2 separate regions of the Ovis aries genome follow, and region 2 is linked to region 1. A link is a contact called in public Hi-C data. All regions are on one chromosome and are shown on one strand. Each heading gives the region's core, a stretch centred on a gene start, on an enhancer-like site or on the middle of the called end of the contact. The rest is flanking DNA. Distances are from core to core; before and after follow the strand shown. Region 1 has its middle 150 kb from the start of TRNAK-CUU. Region 2 holds the start of IGFBP3 (insulin like growth factor binding protein 3).

Region 1 (2,743 bases), core at 93-2,592:
GTTTTCCTACGATTTTTTGTATTTGTTTGGAATGCTTTAGGCACTGCACAGAACAAGAGCTGCATGCTCCTGGGGTTGGCTGGTCAGTGCTCTCCTGGGTGGAGTCCGTTAGCCAGTGTTGAGTACACATGATCACTCCCACTTTCTTGTCATTCAATCCTGTGAAACGAGTGGTGCTCTTCCCATTTTGCAATTAAGAGTATGTGCCTCAGAGAATTTGTGTCCTCTCCCTGGAAAATGACCGAGAAGGAATCTGCACACTAATGCGAAGTTTAAATTTCACTGCTTTATCTCTTGTCTTGTGCTTCATTAAAGAAGAATTATGCCGTTTTTTGGGGGAAAAGTATCTGAAACAAAGCACTGAGCTAACTCCTTGACTTCTGGTTGGTTAAATCCTTGACATGGTTTTTCTCTCATTATCCGCTTTTATTTAGGAGGCTAGAAGGCCAAAGCAAAGTTCCGTTTCATTATGTTCTGTTTCAAAGGAAGAAAAATATTTTAAAATTTGCATTAAAAAACTCTTTATTTCTTACAAGAATTCTCATGTTTTATGCATGGAGGAGTGGGTGCTGTTTGCACAGCCTCACCACTAGATGGCGATGTCTGAGCGTCGAGCAGAGCCCCGGGCAGTGGGCTCCAGTTCCAGCAAGGTTCCTGGGATGGTGGCTGGAGGGTCTGGTTCATTGGTCAGCAAAGTTCCCTGCACGTAAAGTAAAGCAAGGAAGATGAAAGTTCCTGGTAATTTTTATCCATGTCTGAAGCGCAGATTAGCTCCAGTTTCTATACCCGTGCTTGGGAAACCAGCAGTGTCTCCTTCTAGTCTTACCTTACAGCGCGTGTGTCGCGTGCATGGTCTATCTGAGCAGCCGACAGAGATGTGATGACGCGGCTGCTACGCTGTGCCTGTTGGGGACTCAGCCCTCCTTCCCAACCATGACTGGCTTCGCTGTCCTGCTCCATTTTTTGCTGGGGCTTTCAATGTTTGTTGCTGCGTCACCTGCCCACCACAGACACATTCGGCCTACTCCCGTCTGTCTGCCCTTCCTCCCAGTTAGGCTGCACACAGGGCCCTGTTGTTGGATTCTTCTGGCCTTTTTGCTCTATGGCCAGATGTGCAGGGCCTTGGAGTCTGCGATCAGGCTCCTTGACCCAGGAGCCCTGCTGAGTGACCTGGTGCTTTTGCATCCAAGGAGGTTCCTGCCTCTGACTCAGGGAATCCTGGAAAGGGAGCATTTCAGGACATCTAGGTCTGCAGAGGTCATTGTGCTACTTATCTACGGTGAGTCCTCCTAGTTCCCACCATCGCACCACGTCTTTGTGGTGCCTGTGTGAGTAAGGGCTGATTCATGTCTTCCAGAAGCCAACAGTCTGGTCACAGGAAAAGGCAGAGAGATTCCCACAGGAATGTGTGTTGGAGGAGAAGCACCTACAGCTTCAGGGAGCCGTGATGAGGGAGGTATGACCCCCTGTCTGGAGGATTTGGGCAAAGGGCAAGACCCCTGCAAGGTCTTTGAAGTGAGTGCATCCAGGCAATCACTTGCTTGGGGGACTGCTCCCCTCCCCCTTCTTCCTCAGTGTTTCCCCTGCCTCCCAGGCTGACTTCCCTGCACAGTGGTTAGCTGAGGATGGAGGGGTTCCTTCTGAGCGAGGAAACCCAGCAACCCCACCCTCTAGCTAACCTCCTGCTCCCCTTCTTGGACAGGAGGGTCCGAGTTGCTTCTCCTTAGGGGGAGGGGAGGTTACACTCTCTGGTCTGGGACAGGAGCTTCAGCTGGCTGTGCCCTCAGAATGTGGACATTCACTGTTCAGAGTGACCTTCCCAGACTGGTCTTGGTCCCCACAAGGTTAAGTTCCAGGATCTGGCTGCAGGTTTGGAAGGTGTTGAGCCACATAGCTGCTTTGGTTCTAAGTGTCACGTGGTTAGGTTAGAGGAAAATTCTGTCCACTGGCTGGCCAGTTCCTTCAGTGCCCACTAGGGCTGGGAGACTTAGATCTGATAGTAAAGACTGTCCTTTACTTGTCTTTCTTCTGTGGATATCTTCTGATAAAGAGTCTTATACTCTACCTGGCAAATAATCTTTTCTTTTGTACGTCATTTCAAAGAGAAAATGTATTCATCCGTACTTGAAATTCAGCTCTTGTAAATCATTCATTGACCAGAAAATTGACTAGATTGGTGCTGATTTGGGTGCTTTGTTGGCAGTTGGCAGCTGTGAGGCTGTATAAGGTGCCTTTATATTCTGATCTGACCTTATGTCAATTATCTGAATAGTAATGAGATGAAAATTGCAGAACCCGATGGCTGAGTCCACTCAGATGTGTGCTCTTTCTCTGCTTGGTTTTAATTTGCCCTGATGACAGCCCTACCCGATGTGATGTGAAGTAGCACCCACACTTTGGCCAACTTGGGCTTGACAGTGGCGTTCTCCCAGTAATGGAAGGCCATGCTGTCTGAGTGGGGGCCACAGAAGGTCTTGCCCATAGATGACTGGGGGGGTTCTGGCAGGGCTGAAGTGACTGTCCCAGCACAGCCTTTGGTTCCTTTCTCAAGAGCAGGAATTGGGGAATCCTGGGGATACCCAAGTGTGCATTTCTCGTGTGGTAATTGACCTATGGAGGGATTCATTTCTCACTAGTCTATCTACGGAGGCACCTGTGTGCAAAAGGACAGACACACAAGATCTTTAAAATTAAAGAAATATCTCAGGCTCCATTTGACATAGAGTTCTATTTTTTAGCAGAC
Region 2 (2,743 bases), core at 75-2,574, 1.0 Mb after region 1:
ATTTAATCCTGGACCACTGGCGTCCTCTGTTGGTCACCTAAGGAAGGGGAGGGCAGACACCATTGACCCGCACGGAGCTGGCCCACCGGATTCGCGGAGACTTCGGGGAGCAATTGTGCCCTTCGGCTCACCACCCCGCCGCTCCCGCCCCCCGCCCGCCCCCCGCCCGCCCTGTGTAATGCGAGGTGTTCAGATTACACAGACGAGCGAGACTCCCAGAGTCTCCATTTCAACGCACCGCTGGGAACTTGAAAAAAAAACTAGCCTGAAAAAAAAAGACAGTGAATATCACCAATTTTAAGGACTGTTCAGTTATTAATTACACTTCAGCAATGCTCGGTTTATTGTTTTTTTTATATTCTTTTGTTGTGAATATAAGCTCTATTTGAAAACCTCATCAGGGAAAATACCTAAAACAAAGACAAGCGTGTCAAATTTCTGAGAAACCCTCTAAGTAACCATTTGCCGCCGGTCCATTTTAGTAACCAGGGACTTGCAGACACCCGGAAAGTGCGAACCCTCAAGGCACTGAGAAGTCTTATCTGGAAAGAGCGAAGACCACGTGAGCACCTGCAGAGGCGCATTTGTGGGGAGCGGGCTGCATGTGGTAAAGCCCCAAGTCCTTGGCTCCCTGAGACTTAGATGCGAATCGGGAATCCTCATTCAGAAATTCATCCTCCACCCCCCGACCCGAGGAATTAAAATTTTCAAAGCTTTGCAAAGTACACACGGTGAGAAGCTGCGCTCACCAGTTTCCTTGACACCATTTCGACGCGGAGTGACCTCAACCTGGGACACAGAGAGGGAAGGGCGGCTGCAAGGGAGTGGCCCAGGTCAGAGTCGCTGGCGTGGCCTGGGGCGCCAGAGATCCCGGGGTGACCAAGACTCCTGGGTGGCCGGAGGCACCTGGGACTGCAGACTGGTGGGGCTGCCAGGTTTCCGGGAATGGAGGGATTGTCGGGAGGGGGGGGGGGGCACCGAGCTTGCGGTAGCGAAACAGGTGCCTGCCGCTGCGGCCGCGGGCTATGCGCCCCCGCCCTTGACCCTGCAACACAAGGCTTGGCGCGGGTCTGCGGAGCCGGGTCTGCGCCGGCCCGCCCCCGCTCCCCTCCCCGCAGCCGGCGCGCCGTTCCGGGGCGTGTCCTCGGCCGCCCGGCTCCTATATAGCGGCCGGCGCTCCCCGGACCGCCCAGATGCGAGCGCGGCAGCTATTCCACGCTGAGGGCCAGCCCTTGCCAGCCCCGCTCCTACAGCGTCGCTCAGCTCGCTGCCGCCCAGTCCCCGCGCCCCGCGGCCGGACGAGCATCCGGCCCCCGCGGCGGGCGCCATGCTGCGGGCACGCCCCGCGCTCTGGGCTGCGGCTCTGACCGCGCTGGCGTTGCTCCGTGGACCGCCGGCGGCACGAGCTGGGGCGGGCACGGTGGGCGCCGGCCCGGTGGTGCGCTGCGAGCCGTGCGACGCGCGTGCCGTTGCCCAGTGCGCGCCGCCGCCCCCGTCGCCCCCGTGCGCCGAGCTGGTGCGCGAGCCGGGCTGCGGTTGCTGTCTCACTTGCGCGCTGCGCGAGGGTCAGCCTTGCGGCGTCTACACCGAGCGCTGTGGCTCCGGCCTCCGCTGCCAGCCGCCGCCTGGCGATCCGCGCCCGCTACACGCGTTGTTGGACGGCCGCGGGCTCTGCGCCAACGCCAGCGCCGTCGGCCGCCTGAGCCCCTACCTGCTGCCCGCGCCACCCGCGCCAGGTGAGCTGCCCGCGCCAGATGCGCTGCCGAAGCGCACCCCTGGGCCAAGGTCAGAGGTGGTGCTCCTTCGTAGCTCTTCCCGCCCCAAGGGTTGTACATGGGAAAGCTGAAGCCTCAAGACGCGAGGGCGCTTGCCGGAGATACCCTCCCCGACCGGCCTTCTTCTCTCTTCGTTCTTTGAGTTGCGCGTTCTTGTAAATTGTAAAACTCTTCCCGCGAAAACGGATTATAGATTCCCTGGGGAGGGAGGGAGCAGATTTGGAGGTTAGTGGTCAATGGAGAGGCCCTGGACGGAGGAGATTCTCCGGCCATTCATGCAGGAGCCGCGCGGAAATGTGGGCGTGTACTGTTTGGCACAATTCGGACTTGGGTTTCCCACGAACTAAGAACGAATGTGTCCGCGCAGACGATTCTTGCGGACCTAGAGGCGCAGGGGACGGGACCGGGTGCATTTGGACCGGGAATGTGGGCAGGCACGTTCTAGGAAATGGTACCTGGCTTTAAAAGTACTGAGATATGCACAGACCACAGTTTGCAAAGCAGTGTCCCGTCCAGGGGTGTCCCAAAACCAGGGAGGTGGGAACCGGGTATATCTTCTGCAGTCGGACAACCTGACGTTCAGAAAAAAGTGACTCTGAAGGTGGCAGGTGTTCCTCTAACTTTGAAGCATGCTTAGCCAGCCTCAGTCCTGTGAGTGAAGAAGTTTCCACATCGCTGAAGGCTAGGAGAAAAAGCCCCCACCTCCAACCTCCAGCTGGACAAAGCACAGTAGGCTAGCCTCCGCCCGCCCCAACATCCGTGGCTGGAAGGATGGAAGTCCCCTTCTAATTTCCCTCCGTGCAGGTTTCCTCTCCCAGGTGAGGCTATTTTCTTTCCAAAACCAGTGAAAAAGGTAAAATTACAACTGCCTAAAACATATACCGGCTATAGTAGACTGTTAGAATTCCTGGATGTGTTTGACAGGGCAGTTGGGTCATTTGCTGTGTGAGTACTTCACTGTTACTGTG

Evidence for each region. A called contact is a pair of places that touch in the nucleus more often than the background predicts.
Region 2: a Hi-C map of skin fibroblasts shows a contact between it and region 1, with 2.4 times the contacts expected there. The contact joins the promoter of IGFBP3 here to the enhancer-like site in region 1. A contact is called at or near these places in 5 of 16 Hi-C or Micro-C datasets (hypothalamus, liver, mixed tissues and 2 more).

Annotation. Positions count from the first base shown.
Region 1 is chr4:76,746,534-76,749,276 of ARS-UI_Ramb_v3.0, forward strand. No RefSeq gene overlaps it. Among named protein-coding and RNA genes, the nearest start is that of TRNAK-CUU, 150 kb to the right of the region's middle. Within about 2 kb of position 1,343, at least 5 of the 54 cell types and tissues checked have an H3K27ac peak or open chromatin away from gene starts, as enhancers often do.
Region 2 is chr4:77,776,872-77,779,614 of ARS-UI_Ramb_v3.0, forward strand. It overlaps IGFBP3 (insulin like growth factor binding protein 3), which reads left to right and starts at 1,325. Exons shown (of 4, transcript NM_001159276.1): 1 at 1,325-1,736. The coding sequence starts at 1,328.